Regions from separate parts of the Rattus norvegicus genome. Here region 1 is linked to region 2. The links are chromatin contacts, called in public Hi-C maps. All regions are on one chromosome and are shown on one strand. Each heading gives the region's core, a stretch centred on a gene start, on an enhancer-like site or on the middle of the called end of the contact. The rest is flanking DNA. Distances are from core to core; before and after follow the strand shown. Region 1 overlaps Rora (RAR-related orphan receptor A). Region 2 overlaps Rora (RAR-related orphan receptor A).

Region 1 (2,700 bases), core at 73-2,572, 260 kb before region 2:
GCATCACTGTCAGACTCTGGGAGGTGAGCTCCAGTCGCTGGCAGCAGCCACAGCCTTTATCTTTTGGGTTCCAGGAGTTAGCAGGAGTTTTATCTTGATGATGAAATCATCTTCAGAAGTGGGTGCTGAGGTTCAGAGAGTGAGTATCATTACTGAGAAAACACATTTTCCTTTTACACAGAGATACAGTCGTGCACTAGAGAGCCAGAAAAACAAAACCAAAAAAAAAAAAAAAAAAAAGTTGAGTTGCCTCAGAACAAACAAATATTCAGCACAGGCTGCAGGAAGTTTCCAGAAGATCAAAGAAGCTTTTCTCTATTGAGGTTGCTCAGGAACGTGTCTGCCGTTTCCTACCTTGGCTCTCAGGCTGCTGCTGGCTTTTATACATCCACCTCAGGAGGGCATTCCAACTTCAGCTTACTCAGAAGGGGCCTCAGAGAAGGAGGTCCAAGAATGCCATCTTGGGCTGGGGTGGGGGCAGGGCCAAGCGTGCCTGAATTGAAACACTTCTATCTAAAGGAGTTTCCTGGCAAGACTCAGGTTCAGACTCCTGCACTAACTTTGAGAAGAGGAGATGGGGGTGTTGAAGGAGGGGGGTGTGTGCATGAAAATTCCAGAGAGAGAGAGAGAGGCTGAGAAGGCTTTCTCAGTGTGTGAGTGGCCCTGGAAGGAAGAAGAGGAGGAAGAGGAGGAGGGGAGAAAGGAGGGGAAGGAGGGGGAGGAAGAGTCTCTTTCCCCCTGAGTTGAGATGAGAAGCTAGATGATCTGTGGGATCCTAGAGAGGCGATTGCAGATTTTTTTCTCAGGCCCTTGGGGAGAATATGGTGCTGGTTGGATTTTGATGCAAAATTTTTTTCCCAAATAATGGAGAAAGTTTGCCATCCTCTTGCTTAAAAAAAGAAAAGAAAAAACAAAACAAAACAAAACAAAACAAAACAAAAACCCCGCATTCTAGTTTCAGAAATCAATAACTATTCCAATCTTTAAAAAGCGATCATTTACTCTTGTCACAAGGTTTTGGGTGGTATGTTTATTGACACTTGATAGATTAGAAAACCGAGACTCTGGCTCCAAGGTATAGAGACCAGCAACAGGAAAGGCTCCACTCTGGGTGTCTCTGCTGCAATGGCTCTGCTTTTTCCAATGCAAGTGCCACAGCAGCTCTGGACAGCGACCTCCTAACAACGGACTGCTGTTGTTATCAGCAGGGATAGAGAGAAACTCTCCGGCTGGAAAGCTGAAGGACTAAGGTTGGGGAGGGAAGAGGAGGTGCTGGCTGTTACTAGGGCCCTATCTTTGCATGGGAACAAACAGGACTTTGCTCTGAGTCTGTGTTGGGACTTGCTGCTGAACCTAGAGGCACGCCCTGCATACCGGGCGCGCTCACCTCTGAGAACCGGGAGGTGAGAGAGCCTCTGTCTCTGAATGTGTCCAGTCTGCAGGATGCCCATCTAGGCCAGCCCAAAGGACACAGTTGCTTGCCTGGGAGCAAAGTCCCCTGGAGACCAACCCAATTCCAGCAAGGAGAATTCCACAAGCTTACTTCTGCTTGGATACCCTTTGGCCCCAGTACCTAGCTGTGTCAGAACCCATTTCGACAGCCTCTGAGCTCAGAAAGGACAGCTTCCCCTTATAGCTGCCTGGCAGATTCTCCTGTGTTTTCTGCTGTGATGTAATAGAGTTGGGTTACTCCAGATAGGCAACTGTTTATTATGATATAAGCCCATCTGTATCCCCCCACCAATGTGTAATTCCTTCCTTTTCACATTGATACCCACATGCACAGAAGAAATCCATTCCCAGAGACCTCTGGAAGCATCCCCATAGTTGGTACCAGCTTTCCACACCCTCCTCCCACACCAATCTTTTGTTAAAGTTGATATAACATATCTATAAAGCCAACTATTCTTTTCAGAGTCCCAAATAGCCATTTTAGCCACCTAAATCGGAGAGAGATAAATTTACCGTCCACTTTAGGTTTATGTGGGAACCATAAATATCAGGCTTGAGCCCCGAGGGCTAGAATTTCATGGGCCATTAAGCATGTCACCAGGTGGAAAGCTGTCAATAGCTAGATGTGAGTTACACAGAGACAACCTCAGTCAGCCTAGCTTAGGAAAGTACAGTCCCAGTCCAGAGGGGTGTCTTTTTAACTCACTCCTTCATGTATATACCAATTTCCTCCTCCCTCCACCGAACACTGACACTTGCTCCATTTCTTCCAGCTTGTTCCTCAGGCCAGTTAACAGGCAGCCCCCAGTCCTCATTCCCCTAGCATGAAAGGTCGGCGATACATAAGAATAAGAGATCCACAGCAAGCCAGACCTAGATTTAAAACACTGCTCTGCCATCCGATAGCCATGGAATAATGTAGAAACCACGTCGTCAATTTTAGCTTCAGTTTGTATAGCTGTGAACTTACTATTGATAATTAACAGCCTATGAAAGGTCTGGGGTTGGGGGAGGGACAGAGGATAGAGAGTGTAAGGGGCTAGAGTTCCAAGGGAGCAGACAGAGTGTGTTTATAAAAGCCAGAGAGCTTCACAAACAGAATGGGCTGGCTTAATAAAAGAAGACCACAGGCTTTCTGAGTTAACTGGATGCAGGTTGGTGGGTCCTGGGAATGGATGGGAGTGTCTGACACCCACGGTTAAGTTCCTAGCTAATCTTGATGATTCGCAATTAACACATATACCCTTC
Region 2 (2,700 bases), core at 36-2,535:
TGGACCAGTCTTACAGCATACTCTCTGCTCCCAAAGCCATTTACATGGCTGTGCCTACGGACACAGGGCCAGTCCAGTCTTTGTCTGATTTTACTGACAGACAATAGACGGTTGCCTTCCTGTTGTGGTTTCTAGGTTCTTGGAGAGAAAACCCAGCTCCATCGCCCCCCCCCCTCCTCTATGTGTTCTTTTAAGAGTTTAAATCCCTCGCATGGGGATTGAACATACCATGCTGTAAAGAGAGACCATTTTAAAATACAAATATAGGAAAGAGTTGATTCAGGGCAATGGACTCCTTCCCCAGTGAGTAAGTAAAAAAGTAAGACTTCATTTGGGAAGCCACATTGGGTAAAGAAGAAGGTTTGGATTAGCTTTTAGGAAGAAGACCACAGAGACTGGGCAGGGGAAGCAAGCCTACCAGAAGCCCTGAAAATTGTCCATTATTTTGCGTAAGGTGCAGCCTGGTACACCCTCTGGACTCCAGAGAGATACTTAGACGATCCATTAAAAGATGTGATTTAAATTTTTCAGTGCAGTTTTCCGGAGGCACAATTTATATATCGAAAAATCCACACGCATTAATGTACGATTTTAATGACTTTTACCAAATTTACAGGGTGGTCACACCATTGGCAAGATTTAGTACTGGAAACGAGTATAATTTGGAGAACGAACACCCAGCAAAGGACATGCAAGGCTACCTGTCTGACACCAAGCTCTAGGGTTGTCTGCTCGCGGATGCCTCTCTGAGCAAGGTCCACCAGGCTTCTGAGCTGGAGGGAAGGAGGTGAGCTTAGAAGCCTGCCACCCTGCACTCAGACTCAGGCCTTGGTATAGAACCAGAAGCCCACCACGGACTCCACAGCCTCCATGTCAACTCTCTGGACAGTCTCTTGGAGCTCCTGGGCCACCTCTAGTTTGTAAAGCCAGGACTGCGAGGCTGGCCTCCACCCCAGCCTCCTCCCCCCCACTTCTCTTTGGAAAGCCTGTTGGATATGGACCAACATCTGGGCATTCTATGCTGGCTGCTGAGTCTCCTTATTGTCCCGGATTTCTTAAAGACAGTCAGCAGAACCCCCACCGCCAAAGCGATGTGACAGGGGCTGGGCCGTCCTTTCATCTCAGGGTGCTAAGTGACCCACCTCATTCTTGGTCTTTTTGTGTCACAAGAGTCAAGAGGAAAACAGAAAAAGTGGCCCTATTTTCAGGCCAAGGAGAGAACAAAGCCAGGACCCTGCTTTGTTGACGTTTGAGAACAGCAGCCTGAGTAAAGAATGGATATGAGCAAATATTTGCTTGAGTGTGGAACCCGCTGGAGCACTCTGCAGTTACTCTCCAGGGTCAAGTCACAGAGGTGGCACAGAGTCAACCGGAGTTCGGAGCAGGATATTTGAGGCACAGGCATGCCAGGCTCTCCTCTCTTCTGAAAATTCTCTTTCTCTTCCAGTGCCATTTTTCATGTATGTTCATGTTCGTGTGCCAGACCATGTGCATGTGGAGGAAGAGGACAGACAAACTTGGGTCAAGCTTGTCAGATTTTATCCCCCTTTTCCTTTCCTGTTGGTTCTTTTGAAACAATTTCTCAAGGTTTTACTGGGTAGCCAAGGTTAGACAAAAAAATTTTGTAATCCTTTGACCTCTGCTTTCCAAATACTGGGTTTATTGGCATGCACCATCATATTTAGACAGCAAATTACTTATAGAACTTCCCATGGTGATGTAAATTCTCTTTCTGACCCGTGCAGTACAGGGGTCTGTAGCCCCTGTGACCACAGAATACTTTAAATGAGGTTAGTGTGACTGAAGAACCACACTTTAAACGCCACAGGCTTCTAATTACTTTGAATTTAAATATAAACAGGCTCACATGACTGGTGGCTCCTATGAGGGACAGGAGGGGAACTTTGGCTCTAAGAAGCCGTGAAAGAAGCAGGGTACAGGATAGGACCCTGGTCTATGTTACACCAAGGAAAGCTCACATTTCTCTGCCAGTTCCTAACTCTGGGGTCAAGCCCAAGACAGTAAGCCACATGAAACCTCATTTTCTTTCTTCTGACAAACAGAGATCATACTGGGTCCCTCTCAAATAATACTGTGACCGTTGGGTGAGATAAAGCTCACAGTGCATTATTTACTATGTACTAAGAGCTCCAGGTATGGAGGCTATTAGAAAACCCCCGTGTTAGCCCTGAAAAGGATGTTTGCTGCTCTGAGTAACCCAGTATTTTGCTCACCAACTTATTTACATCTAAAATAGAAGGGCCTTTCCATCCACTGGGTGGAGACCGGAGAGGGAAGAGGAGGAGGAGGAACGGAGGACAGGCATTTTTGCTTAGTTGACATTTTTCCCAAGGCTGTTCCTGAAGGTGTCCTTTGATTGATTGGTTGAAATTACACAACATCTAGACAGATATTCAGATTCTCCCAGATGCATCTGCGCTGTATTAACCCTGTCGGTGCCACGGAAGAGATCTAGCCGGTCAGGGAGTATGCACTACTTGACTCCCAATTCTCTAGAGGCAAAGGACAAGTCATCGATGTCCAACGCCACTGCAAAAAAAAAAAAAAAAAAAATAGCCAAAAACATCGGGGTGGCACTTTCTGGATTACTTGACTTTTATTTTTGAACTAGAAAGAAAAAAAAAGGAAACACGGAGTTGCTGTGGAAGCTAGCCCTCAGCTCCCTTTGCCCTCAAACGC

What was found. A called contact is a pair of places that touch in the nucleus more often than the background predicts.
Region 1: a contact with region 2 is called in a Hi-C map of liver, with 4 times the contacts expected there. The contact joins two enhancer-like sites. A contact is called at or near these places in 4 of 12 Hi-C or Micro-C datasets (hepatocytes, kidney and liver).

What each region holds. Positions count from the first base shown.
Region 1 is chr8:78,751,288-78,753,987 of GRCr8, reverse strand. All of the region lies in intron 2 of Rora (RAR-related orphan receptor A), which reads right to left. Among named protein-coding and RNA genes, the nearest start is that of Ice2, 170 kb to the left of the region's middle. Within about 2 kb of position 1,322, at least 2 of the 93 cell types and tissues checked have an H3K27ac peak or open chromatin away from gene starts, as enhancers often do. A contact at or near this core is called in liver, where this site is marked.
Region 2 is chr8:78,486,331-78,489,030 of GRCr8, reverse strand. The region is part of intron 1 of Rora (RAR-related orphan receptor A); the gene reads right to left. Among named protein-coding and RNA genes, the nearest start is that of Rora, 300 kb to the right of the region's middle. Within about 2 kb of position 1,285, at least 9 of the 93 cell types and tissues checked have an H3K27ac peak or open chromatin away from gene starts, as enhancers often do. A contact at or near this core is called in liver, where this site is marked.